2 separate regions of the Mus musculus genome follow, and region 2 is linked to region 1. The links are chromatin contacts, called in public promoter capture Hi-C maps. All regions are on one chromosome and are shown on one strand. Each heading gives the region's core, a stretch centred on a gene start, on an enhancer-like site or on the middle of the called end of the contact. The rest is flanking DNA. Distances are from core to core; before and after follow the strand shown. Region 1 overlaps Elf1 (E74-like factor 1). Region 2 overlaps Sugt1 (SGT1, suppressor of G2 allele of SKP1 (S. cerevisiae)).

Region 1 (6,994 bases), core at 2,011-4,510:
GGACCCACGATGGCTGGGAACTCAGTACAAAGGAAAATCTCATGGTATTCTCCTGCCTATTTCTGACCACTGAAATCATTTTTATCTAAAAGGATTATAGCTACAGCTCAATAGGAGACTGCTTTCCTGACTTGCCTCAGTGAGGCCCTATATATAGCTCTACCACCACCAACAGTCTTGCTGAAAAACAACTCTACCAACGATAGTGACCTTAGTTCACAATGGGGAAAGAGGAGATGGGGAGAGAGAAGAAACAACTCTGAGTCCAAGAATCAAAACAAAGGCCAGGCTAGCTATGCTCATCCGTAATTCCAATACTGGAAGCTGAGGTAGGGGAATTTCAAGTTAGAGATTAGCTAACAGAAAACTTCAGATAATGACTAATGTTGTCAACTTGATTAGAGGAGGAAATACCTCAATAGTTAGTGAAATACCTTGTCTTTCCAAAAACAGATCCTGAGGGTCCGGGTGTAATCAATGGAGCTACCCCTTTATATATTCACAATAGAGTGGTGTTACTGGGGGGTGGTAAAAAGGGAGGAGGGGTGGCCCTAGTTGGCAGAAGTAGATCACTACCTGTCCTATATTTCAGCCTGGCTTCTTCCTATTTCCCCCCTCTCTCTGCTTCCTATTTTTCAAGAAGCTAAGAGCAGCCTCCACCCCTCACCCCTGCTGTCATCTTCTGCCCAGGCACATGAAGCCAAGCAACCATGAACTGAATCTTCTGAAATCATAGACCAAAATAAACCTTTCCTTCCTTCAATTGTTTATGGCAAGTACTTAGACTAGATGACCCAATTACCCCATCTTAAAACAAAACAAAACACCACCGTTTATCATGGTACTCAAGGCTTCTGACACCTGACTTCAATTTTTCTTCTTTTCCCAGACCCAACTCCATTTCTCTGCCCACACATTTCCTTCACTTTTTCTCCCATACACACATACCAAACAGGCACAGAAGCATCCATGCCCACATGCACACATACACATAGTCCAGACCTACTGAATCCTGCTGGAGTTTGGAATTATCCTCCCCCACCTCTGTTCGACCTCCTTATCTCTGTGTTGCTGGGATTGACCACCTCATTCCAACCGTCTACTGAACATCCACTCAACCCTCACGTAAAAGGTCTCCTCTGCATGAAGAAGTCCCTCAACAGACCAGTTTACAATTATTGAAAATATTTATCATCATAAGCCTGAACACACCTTAGAGATCCTCTATCCAGGCAGGTGGCTTTTCAATTCTGTTTATCACTGAGATTTTTATGAGAGCCTTCAGGGAAATACATTAAAGGCTGCTGTTTCAGTACAACCTCAAACACTGACCCACTCTTGTCCTATCTTAAAATAAGAAAAAGATGGCAGTGTGGTGGTGCATCCCTGTAATCTTCGCACTCAGTAAGACAAAGGTTTGAGGCCAGCCTAGCACACAGTGAGTTCTGGGCCAACCAGGGTTCAGAGACCCTGCCTTAATTTTGAGAAGGAGGGTCTATACATATAAATTGTTTTCTCCATGTTCCAGGCTCAATGTTAATTACTAACTGTAGGCACTCTTAGTCATTCTCACCCTTCAAAAATGTGCCCTGAGCACTGAGTGTGTGTCAGACACTGTTCTAGCCCCTAGCCATATACACAGTAACCAAGACAGACTGCAGTTGTTAGGCCGTCCTCAGCACCCGTCTGGAAATGATCTTGGGAAACAATAACCATATTGTAAACTTAACCAGATGCAGTTTCACTCCTTGAGCAAATTCATATATCTGGCACCTGAAAAGGAGCTACCGATTTAGCAAACACCTTATTCTCCATAAATGAGCCAGAAAGTTTACTTTCAGCTGGCCACATCAACTTTTCAGCCCTAGGGCACAACAAGCTGGGGTACTTGTTGAAGACCAAGAGAATACAGAACAAGCAGCAGAGAGTGTCAGTAATGCCAGCTACAACACTAGGAAGTGACCACTTACAGAAACTCCTATTTTGTTAAGAATGTATTTGCATAAGAATATATACACACATGCACACATGCATGTGCACACACACACATTAAGCAAATATCTTTCCTCTTACTCTTTCATCGTGTAACATAAGATGTACTGACTTTAAATCAGTACTGAAGTGTTGTTAATTTTCTATCATAATTTAAGTTATAAAATAAGGTTAAAAACAAGTAATACAATTTGGGGATCACTAGCATATATCTAGGCACATGCGCATGACATATAGTTACAGATAATATACTAAAGACTCCTGGGACACTCCATCATTTAGAGGTGGGGAAATGATAAAGAGCTTACAAGGGTGGCCGAGAAGGACCACAGAGAATTGGAGGAGGAAAACAAGATCTACCCTATCGGCATGGAGTCTGAGGAGTAAACACAGACTAAGAGGTGAGTGAGCGTCAACCGCTGATCTCAGACCAAAGCAGATGAGATCTGAAGCAAAATGGCAACTGGTTTTAGCAATATGAAGGTTACTATTGATTTTTTTGAAAAAGAAAAAGAAAAAGAAATCGGGGTGGAACATGGAGAGATGGCTCAGAGCTCTGGCTATTCTTAAAAGGACTGGGATTTGTTTCCCAGCACATAGCAGCTCACAACCATCTGTAACTCCAGTTCCAAGAGATTCGTGCACTCACATGGGATACACACATATGTGCAGGCAAACAAACAAAAAGAAAGGATGGAAGAGAGAGAGGGAGGGAGGGAGAGATCCTCATGTACAAATAAATAAAAATAGTTTTTTTTTTTTTTTTTTTTTTTTTTTTTTTTGGTTTTTCGAGACAGGGTTTCTCTGTGTAGCCCTAGCTGTCCTGGAACTCACTTTGTAGACCAGGCTGGCCTTGAACTCAGAAATCTGCCTGCCTCTGCCTCCCGAGTGCTGGGATTAAAGGCGTGCGCCACCACGCCCGGCTAAAAATAGGTATTTTTAAGAAAAGTTTTATGTGTGATAGAGTCCATTTTATAAATGTTTTTTCCTGATTGAAAAATTCCCTCCTAAAGATACAAGAGAGCTCATAAAATTCCTAAGAACCCTGACTGAAAAGCACAGGAAGATCATACGAATGAGAAGATCCGGTGCAGCTCCCTGGCGTCATGTCATCTGCTGGGAAGGAGGAGACCCTTCCATGGTCGAGGGCTGCCTGGGGGTCTCGGGCGATTGCACTCTCCTAAATCCTGACTCATCCCTGTAGGACGGGTGCTTTCTCTGTGACTCAGCTGCTGGAGTCTCACCCATGCTCCTATAACCCCAATAAGCTCACTGGCTCAGTGCACTGAACTCAGATGATACTGTTCCTTTGTACGACCTCTGTCCTCTCTAGCCAGGAAAAGCAGAAGCAAATTGCCTGGAAAAGTCACACAATGCGGTTCTAAAAGGAGACAGTCTGATGAGAGAAGCTTCAGACAGACAGACAGAAGTGAGGTTAAAGATAACAGTTTGGGGAGTGGAAAGAGGGCTCAGTAGATGAGAGCATTTGCAGCTCTTGAAGAGGACCCAGATTTCATTCCCAGGCCCCATGTGCTGGCTCACAGCTATCCAAACTCTAGCTCCAGAAGACCGGGCACCTCTCTGACCTCTGTAGGCACCGGGCCCATCTGTGTGCACTTATTTACACACATGCAAGCAAAACATCTGTACCCAAAACAAAGGTAAGTGGTATTTTTAAAAGGTGGCTTATTTTGTTATGATTATAATCGTGGGAAGGTTTTTCTACTTAAAGAGTTGGGGAGAAGGGTGAGAAAGGGGTGCTGTTTAACAAAACTGCTTTTCTATTGTAAAGAACCGTCCACTGTGCATGCAGTAACTTTATACTATCTTCCTGCCTCACCTCGCAAGTGCTATCAACCCTTTATTTTCCATGTGCATTGATCTGTATGTGGGCACTCAGGTGCCCTATGTACAATGGAGAGGTCAGCTCTCTTCTTCCAGTGAATGGGGTGTAGATCAAACGCTGTGGGGCTAGAGGATGAGTCAGTACCTGTTGAGCCTTCTCTCCGGGCCCACCATCTTTATTTTTTGAGACAGAGTCTCCCGCTAAACCAAAGATTCAGCTAGGCTTCAGATCTGTCTCCTTCCCCCCAAGTTCCTCTGAAGACTGGATTTACGAACAGGCTACCAGGCCAAACTTTTCCTGTAAGTTCTGTGAATGTACACACGGCCCTCCAGCTTCCCTGCAGGTGCTTTGCCAAGCCAGCCTTTTCCCCAGGCATTCTGTTTTCTCCTAGGGTTTTTGCAATCCTAGGAATTGAGCCCAGGGTCTTGCACATGCTAAAAACAAGCATTCAGCCTGTGAGCTAAATCCCAGTCCCATTTCCTGTTCTTGTTAAAGCCTGGAACAGCATGGAAACCTGGGGACTTTTGAGACTCCTTTCAGTTCTGTCTTTTGATTCTATGGCCTTTCTAAATCCTCAGGCTTAGGCTGCTGTTTGCAGAACAAAGTCCTACTAAAGACACATAAAAAGTCTCAGGGTCCACAAGATGGCTTAGAAAGCAACGGCTGCTGCCAGGCCTGATGACCTGGGTTCAGTGCCTGGGTCCCATAAGTTATAAGGAAAAATCAACTCCTACAAGTTGTCCTGATAGCCACACCGTGCGGCTGAGTCACACTTGTGAGCGGCATAAATACACATCAGTGCACTCTTCTTCTTACCTCACATTCACTGATGGTGTGTGCATGTGTTTGTGCAGGAGATTTGAACTCAGATCCTCACAATTGCACAACTGTTTCTAACTACTGAGCCATTTTCCTAGCCCTTTCTTCACCAGATTTTTGATAATTGGCAGGAAGCTATTCATACACTAGCCAGTAATGTAAATTTTATAGAATCTTCAAAAATGAAATTATGCCAATTATACTTTACTAATAAATGGGTTTTCTTTTTGATTTGTTGGATTTGTTTTATTCTTTGGAGTGTTAGCCTGTATGTGTATCACTTGTCTACCTGGTGTTCATGGAGGTCAGAAGAGGGTGTTGTAATCCCTGGAACCAGAGTTACAGTCAGTTGTGAGCTGTCATTCGGGTGCTGGGAATCAAGCCCAGGTCTCTCCAAGAGCAACCTCTCCAGTCTCTATAAAATATATATTTTTAAATTTGTATTCTTAGCTCAGTGGTACAGAATGTATCTAGCATGTGTGAGGGCCTATGTTCAACCCTCAGCATTGCAGAACAAAATAGCATTAAAATAAAAGCTGTTATTAGTCTAGAAATAATTTTATGACAAGATATTTAAGTAAATAGGCTTAAAGTAAAAGAGACATTTTCACACCAAAACTTGCTTATTTCTTCTTAAAATTTTTCTGTTTCTTTTTTTTCATTAGGGTCTCACTGCTAAGTTTCCAGTTCATTATGTAACCTAGGCCTGAACTGCATCAGCTTCAGAGTACTAGGACTTTAGGAGTCTGTAATAGCCTGGCAAAATTCTATGCTTTTAAATACAAAAAACAAGACAACTACCTATCTTAATTAAACCTAAGGCAGTGTCGGAGAAGCCGCACCTCTTATTTTAAGTAATTTCAACCACTGCCAATTTTGTTTGGTATTTGTTGTCTAAAAAACAAAGATTCTGTTTAGAGGAGGTTAAGGAATAATGGTATCATGACCTGAATTCTCATAGAGATGCATCTTATGCTAATTAAGAATTACAGCTTTATTTTTATTTAAGCCTCAATTCCAGAAGCCTTGGGTCCTTAAGACTAAAACCCAGCAACATGAAAATTATTGCCTGCAACTGTTGTCTTTGTTCCTCGATAAAATTAGACAGAAAAATAGGGGAAACTTTGGGCCTTTTTTTTTTTTTAATCTCTTTAAGAAAGAAACTTATATAATGAATTACAAAGAGTAGCAGGGAACAGTAAGGGAGATCTACCCACATCTCAGGCTACCTTAAGGGAAGGTGGCTCGGGAGGGAGGAGAGCCTATGGATCAAGCCTGAGGACACGTTCAGATACCCAGCCGAGACATAAAAGAGACTGGGCCTCACACACCTACGGCCCCAGCACTGCAAGGAAGAGATAGGAGACTCTCCGGGGCTGGCCTAAAACACACGAGAAACCTCGCCTCAGGGGAATAAGGTGAAAGGGCTAGAGAGCGCCTGATTCCTCTGGCCTCTCCACCTTACGGCACAGGCACACACACACAGAGCATGCAGAAAGAATCAAGAAACTAACATTAACCATTTGCCCAGTAGACTAATGGTTAAGACACTGACTTCAGAGTGGATGACCACAGTGTGAGTCCCAACTCTACTATTAACCAGTTGTCCACTCTAGGCCTACATATGTAAGCTCTAAGCCTCTGTGTTAACTTCTCTAAAAGGTGCAGAGACCATCCCTGTTTCACAAAATAATTCACTTAAATTCCTTATGATGGTGCCAAGGCACACACGTTAACAAAATCGGAGGATAAAACACTAGCACATAATCCAACCTCAGCAACAGAAAGGAGTTACCATTATATACAATTAGATGATGCTCAGAGCATTTTACTGAAAGAAACTTGTATTAAAAGCCTATATACAGTATGATTCCACTTATATGAGATTTCTTGAAGAAAAATTACACTGATTAAAAAAAAAAACCTGTTCAAGCACTGCTGGTGGTATGGACTAAGTAACATAACCACACAAAGCATGAGGAGTCATAACGCAGTCGGAGGACACAGGTTTAACCTATGCTGATCAGACAGCATCTAAAAGAAATAAAGAAGATGCTACTATAATTTATATAAATTAACCCATGCTCGTTTCTAACATATATGCCTATAGCTTCTATCAATATCTGATTTCTCAATTCAAGAATAATGTATATTAAGGAATTTCTCATAAATTCTCTGACCTATTAAATTGATTTCCACTGAAAACAAAAGAGGTGCCAGGAATGGTAATGTACACTTTAATCCTAACAGAGGCAGGCCTATGTGAGTTCCCAGCCAGCCTGGTGTACACAGTAAGTTCCAGACCTACACAGCGAGACCCTGTCTCAAAAGGAAACA
Region 2 (6,994 bases), core at 2,831-5,330, 120 kb before region 1:
GAGGCCAGCCTGTCCTAAAGATACCCTATCTCAAAAAAACAACACAACACATTCCTGTTGACTTTATCCTAAGGTCCCCAAAGTTCAAAATAACTATTGAGCAAGGATCCTGTCTTACAAAACAACAGAAAACTTCAATATTACTGGGAATTGAATCCAAAGCCTTTAACACATTAGGGCAAGTGCTCTACCAATAACTAACCTTTATCTCCAGCCCTGGGTTTGGTTTTGTTTTTTAATATAAATGAGTGTTCCCTGCATATAAGTATGTGTACTGTTTATGTGCCTGGTGCCCAGGGAGGCCTCTCGGGCATGTGACCCCTGGAACTGGAGCTACAGGTGGTTGTTAACCATCACGGAGGCCCTGGGAACTGAGCACAGGTCCTTTGCAGGAGCAGGAAGTGCTCTTCACTCCCCGAGCCATCTTTCCCGCCCCCAGCCCGGTCATTTAATTTCTACTGACAGGAACCAAACTTTCCCTGGTGGTATCTTTTCACTCTTTTCTAAAATGACCACAAGGCCCTGAGGGTGACTGGTGTAGCCTGGATGTCTTACCTTTCTTTACCCCTAAGGGCTCTACATACCACTTTCAAGGTCACCTCCTTCCATGTCAGCAGTCATTAAAATTACAGACTACTCAACAATCCCAAACCCAGTGGTTCAAATTCTCAGGAGAGAAGCCAAAGTCTACATTTAAACATTGAAACAAAACCCCTAAGCCTTCCAGGTGAGCTCTATCCTAAACATTATGCGCAGCACCCTCCTAATGTCATAATCCAGTTGCCTGACGTAAGAAACAGTCGCAGCACTAGACAGTTATGTGGGCTAAGATCCAAGAACCATTATGAAGAAACAGCCATGAACACTGTGGCAGGAGGAGGGCGGATCTTGGACTACATGGTATTTAAGAACCACTCCAGCTCTAGGAAAACCAACCCATTTTCCTTCTGGCTCCTCGTCTTGACAGGAAGGGAATGCCAATGTATGGTTAGGGAAATGAGAGATTTCAAAACTACCTTCAGTGTTAGCAGATGGGCCATAGAAATGTGCTCTGCTGATCCGGTTTAACAAGACCATTAAATATAAACTCCTGTACCACTCTTATCCTCATGGCCCTGTTCACAAGCAGTCATTCTGTATAATCCAATCTCATCTCCGTATTTACTCTGCTATAACTGTCGCTACACTGCAAAACAATTGCTATGGTAAGCAAAAATTACAATAATATACTGTCATTTGATGTGTAAGGAAGAGCAGAAATAAGTAACCAGATTCAGAATTTCCTGAAAATACAATATGCAAATTAATTCACATCTACATAATCAGGGTATTCACAGTAAAGTGAAATTAAACTGTAATTCCTAATAGGTATACAAATTCCAATTGTTACTCCACTCCTGTCACGTGTTAACATTTACTGTTATTCCCAACACTTTTTTGTACTGATACTTGGGCAGGTGGGTGTGCATGTATGTGCATATATGTATGTGTGTGCACACACACATGCTTGTGCACATGAAATATAGAATCTATGGGCCTCGTTTTCTGGATTTGTTCCAGTGCATATGGCAAAAACGTCAGGCAATCACCAGCTCTAGGATGTGCCAGGCTAGCTTTGAACTCCTAGATCCTGAGGCAGGAGGGTTGCCTCAAGTTCCAGGATAGCTTAGACTATGTTAGCAGGCTAGCCTGTGCTACATAGCAAGATCCTATCTAAAGGAGAGGAAGAGAGACCAAGCTCAGACTAGCAGCATACATTGCACTAAGCGCTACCTCCAGCATCAAACCTGTTCACCTCTGCCAGTGTTCTGGGTATATAAATCAGATGCTCTGCCAGTTTATCTTGCCAGTCTCTGTGTGCACAGCTGAACATCTCTTCACAGGCCAAATCCTCGGTATGCTGCCTGGCCCCTGTAGCACATTCAGTCTAACACTGCTTCACTACAAATATATTTTCTAGTTTCTCATTTTAGACTAATGCATTTTAGAAGGATTTAGAGCAAAGGTATTCTCCAAATAACCCAAGGCTTATCAGAAAATTCAGAATACCATAGCACTTTATTCCCTAAGCTCTGAGATAGAAAAGAGGGGGAGGAGGAAGCGCGCATCCGAGGTGGGAATTCCAGCCCTGGGGAGGTAGAAGCAGGAAGGACAGAAGTCCAAGGAAAACCCTGATGGCGGGACATTTGAGGCTAATTTAAGACACTGAAAGCAGCAAAACTTGAGAAATAAACAGGAAGTGGGGGGAAGGAGGGAGGGAGGGAGTGGGGAAGAGGAGGAGGAGGAAAATAAAAAGACACCAGTAAGAGACTCTTATTTAGACCCCTGTGGAAGCTTGTAAGCTTCCATTATCTGAGACAGAGAAACAAGCAGGCCTCTGAATGTGCACTTTTGGGCAAGTCTGGCCCATTTCTCCAAGCTCCTTTGCCGGATAACTCTAATGTGCTTAGGCACATTTTATAATGCTTTTAGTCATACATTAGGAAGTCCATTTACTCCAGCAAAACCCTGAGTCTCAACAGTGTGTAGCAAGTGTGGCTAATGGGTAAGATCTCTATATAACGGAGCCTTAAGAATAAATGCAAAAATATCAGATATGAAAACTCTTAAAGGTTGAACAGTAAAAATACGATTTATTTATATTCACAATCTTTTAATTCTAAGACTCTAGATATTATTTACTAAAGGAATTACAATCTAACAGGCTTAATACTGGGGCTGGAGAGACGGCTGTCATTAAGCACTTGTTGCTCTTGCAGAGGATCTGGCGTGGTTATCAGCACCCACATGGAGGAGGCTCACAGAGTCTGCAACTCCATTTCCAGAGCATCCTGCGGCCTCTTCTGCGGCACTGGGTGTATACACACACAAATATTGTACATACACTCATGCAAACACACATACACATACAATAAGGATATCTCTTGTGGGGGGAGGCTTAACTGCTGAAAATTATAAAGTGAGTGGGCTGGAAATTCTTGTACATTGGTGGAGGTGTCCTGCCTTTATTGCTTCTGTAGCAAGCCTCTCTTCCCCTTAGGATCAAAGACACTGAGATAATTTAACATCTAGACCACAACCCACTATCTTGTTTCCCAAAGGAAAGAATTCCTGAACTCCACTCTAGCAAGAAGTCAACCTTGCCTTTCCCTTTAGTGCTCAAGAACAAGGACAGTAGTTTGCAGCTTTACGTGGGCAAAAGGTCAGTTAGAACTTCAGCATGGACACCACCAACAAAAAGATTAAGCCAAACATGGTGGTGTGAACCGGTAATGCCAGTTATCCAGCACGTAACAGTCACTGGAAGGTGAGGCGGGCATCAGGGATTCATTCGGAGCCAGCCTCTCCTAATCTCCAGTGCACTTCCACAAGCTATTAGCAAAGGGTCTGGGACCAGCCCACTGTAAATATGAACTCTCCTACACTTTCTGCAGCTGAAATGCTTTCCAACATGTTTCTCCTTCACTTCACCATCAGCTCTGAGGATACAAGGGAGTGTCTTGCCACAAAATTATCAGTAACACCTACCAGAGCACAGACCCGCCACTAGGCTATACAAAGGCTGATAAAATGATGTCAAATCTGTGAGTTGCCAGTGGAATATGCATTATTATAGACTGCAAAGAATTCATCATGGGGTAATTTTTTTTGGTTTGTTAAAACTATTCTGTAGCCCAACATTCAGCCATTCCTAAGTTTTCCTGAATGTCAGCCTTCTCTCTGCTATACTATACACTCTGAAACTAAGGGCATCTCTCTCCATTTAAGTACTGAAACCACAGTAATGGTGGCAGAGGAGGCCTGGCATTCTCTTGGTCTCCAACTCAGATTACTTATTGACAGTTACATCTGTGTGCTGGTAAACTCGAGAATCTATGCTTTATTCGAGAATTTAGAAGGTAGAACCAAAATCTTGCTGCAGTTACAAATACTTCTCATAAAAACTAAATGAGGGAATTCTCTGCAGCAATTTCTCAAAGTTCCCAGGAAAAACTTAAGAGGAAGGTAAATAAAGCAGCAGCCTTCACAGAGAAATGCACAGCTCTCATTCCAAAGCAGCTCTGAAAAGTAAACACAACACTGAAGCTGAAAACGTTAGACCCACCAAAGTTGCCAGGTCTAATCAATTATTGACAGAACACTGCATCAAAAATAAGGCAATTACCCAAGATGCTATTAAAGATTTCTCCACTTCATAACTAGACAGAGCGGATCTATCTAGGAACAACTGGCATTTCATTCAGTTTCAGGATGTGCAAAATCCTTAAGGACAGAAATGATAAGATGTGATTGTCACTCTTTAGAATACTTGCAGGAAAAATCATTTCTAAAGCACAGAGAGGCAAGAAGGTTTAATCTTTCAAAAGATACTGTTTAAAACTCAAGAATATGATAAAGCACACAATGGGCTCTCTCGAACACACGCAATACAGTGATAGCAAATTGATTTATTTAGTACTGTTTCCATTCCATATCATCGGGAGGGTTGATTTCAACTTTCCTTTTACCTACATCAGACCAGTTGGTACTCAAGACTGTACCACCAGACTCCATCTGCAATTAAAAGAGAAAAAAAAACAAAAAACAAAAAAAGGTTTATTCCTGTATTGTGTATCAAAATACAGTATTTTTCTTAAAATGGATCAAACACACTCTCCCATATGTAGGCTACTAAAAATAATTCAATATAAATTCAACATTTTTATTTAACCTTAGGCATTCCAGAGAGGTTAGCAAGTTTGAAGACAGCTGACAAAGGACAATTCTAGAGTAAGTAGGTAGGCACATCGTGTGCACTCCCATATAAGGACCATGTATTCTGCTATTAGTAGATGCATTGTGTGGAAAATTGACTTACAAGTGAAAATAAAATCCACCCCCAAATGACATGATCTTATTTTGCTGAAGACAGTAAAATACCAGTTAAATAGAACTTTAAGGACCCACACTTAATGTTCCCTCTTTGCCAAGCATATTCTAATGTACTCTGAATTTCTTTTTAATTATGGCACATACAACAGAGGGACATGTGGTCAACTACATGTGACCTGGTTATCTACTTATAATGCAGTGAACACACAACCTACCAACAACCCTATTATGTGCATGGAGCCCTACAGTGCATCAAAATGATTTGGTCAATAATGAATTGTACTTAATACTGATGTCATAAGATGACACAGCTTAATACTTCTGGCTGCCCAGTGATATTGTAGCCATTGATACTGTTCATAATCCAGCACATAACTCTAGTGTCTATGGGGCTGCTGATGTAATCAAACGCAGGGGCCTGCTAGCCGTATAAAACAACGGCTCAGATGATGACAATACAATATGTAGCAACAAATATTAGTTGCAGCTAAACTTCTTTTACTGGAATTTTAGCTTCACTTACTAATTACTAAGTAATTTAGATTACTTCTCCACTTATTAAAAAAAAAAGTCTGTTGTAAAAGAATATTCTATTTACACTTGCAGCCTCAAATGTCCTGTATTCACCAAACCTCTTGGTAACATGGACTCTGAATCCGTCAAGCTGTAGGTACAGGTCAGCATGGAAGCACAAGTCTTGCATGTGCAAGCCTGGATTGAATCCCCAGCAACACACACAAATCAGGGCACATCAAGTGACCGACTGTACTACACAGATTTGTATAAGCACACTCAATGGTGCTGCCCAGTAGTGAAAATCATCCAGCAACAAATTTCTCAGAACACGGCCAAGTGTTAAGCAATGCATAACTGTATTATTAAAAACTTGGAAGGGAGAGACAGCTCAGCTGTCAAAGGCTAAGGTTCACACTTCTAAAGATATAAAATTTCCATGCATTTGTTGTGATAAAAATTCATGGACATGGGTCATACATAGCAGAGTATAATGTGAATTCCTGAAACTACAATCTTTTAATTTGCTGCATTCTGACAAACACAGGAAGTTGTTTACCCTTTTGAACTGGAACCTCAAGCTCACCAACACCATCTGCAAACTCCCTGAACTCCTCTGCAAGGGGAGCTAGTCTCCATCCCAGTTTTACATCTTTACTCACCTTCCAAACACGAAGGTCAGCACGTCTTGGTGGGCTCCGACTTATTTTTAGATTACATCTAGTTAGTGTATGTAGATGTACATGTGTGCACGGGCGTGGGCATGCCATGGCACACATGTGGGGGGTCAGAGGACAACTAGTAGAAATCAGCTCTTTCCTCCCACCACAGAGGACCCAAGATTGAACTCGGATGATCAGGTTTGGCAGCAAGCACCCTACCTGTTGAGTCACCTTGCCAGTCAAGTTCCCTCAGACTTTTAATTACTAGGCTGGACTCCCATACAACCTATCTTCTATGTGACCACCATTACTATACATGGCACCTCTGCAATGTAAGGATCGCTTCCTTTCCTTTACTTGATTGCTTTTGAGATAGGGTCTTGCTATTTAGCCCGGACTTATCTTAAACTCACAACTCTCCTGTCTCAGCATCCCAAGTGCTAGATTACCACTATACCCACTTAAAATTTTGCCTATGTAAGTCTAATTCTCATTATTGACTAGAGACAAAAAGAACTCTTCAAAGGCATGGACTGGGCTGGAGAGATGGCTCAGCAGTTAAGAGCACCGACTGCTCTTCCAGAGGTCCTGAGTTCAATTCCCAGCAGCCACATGGTGGCTCACAACCATCTGTAATGGGGTCTAGTGCCCTCTTCTGGTGTGTCTGAAGACAGCAATGGTGGTGTACTCATATGCATAAAATAAATAAATAAATAAATCTTTTTAAAAAAGTATCAAAGGCATGGACTATATTTTATCAACATAAATATCACTTGGTATCTACAGAGGGTCTAGGCATACCCCTTTCTTCATATACAATACTATCTGTGGATGCTACAAACCTCATATAACATGGTTCATAAATTGTATATAACCTAGGCACACCTTACCACTATACTACAGATCATTTCTAGAGTACCCATAATATCCAATGCTATGTAAATATC

Evidence for each region. Capture Hi-C pulls out chosen DNA fragments and counts their contacts.
Region 2: a promoter capture Hi-C map of liver shows a contact between it and region 1. The contact joins two enhancer-like sites. A contact is called at or near these places in 3 of 9 other capture datasets (adipose tissue, liver and pancreatic islet).

Annotation. Positions count from the first base shown.
Region 1 is chr14:79,505,432-79,512,425 of GRCm38.p6, reverse strand. All of the region lies in intron 1 of Elf1 (E74-like factor 1), which reads right to left. It also overlaps the pseudogene Gm9243. Among named protein-coding and RNA genes, the nearest start is that of n-TEttc4, 27 kb to the right of the region's middle. Within about 2 kb of position 3,260, at least 46 of the 459 cell types and tissues checked have an H3K27ac peak or open chromatin away from gene starts, as enhancers often do. A contact at or near this core is called in liver, where this site is marked.
Region 2 is chr14:79,626,412-79,633,405 of GRCm38.p6, reverse strand. It overlaps Sugt1 (SGT1, suppressor of G2 allele of SKP1 (S. cerevisiae)), which reads right to left. Exons shown (of 13, transcript NM_026474.6): 13 at 2,609-4,554. The coding sequence ends at 4,453. Among named protein-coding and RNA genes, the nearest start is that of Cnmd, 32 kb to the left of the region's middle. Within about 2 kb of position 4,080, at least 1 of the 459 cell types and tissues checked has an H3K27ac peak or open chromatin away from gene starts, as enhancers often do. A contact at or near this core is called in liver, where this site is marked.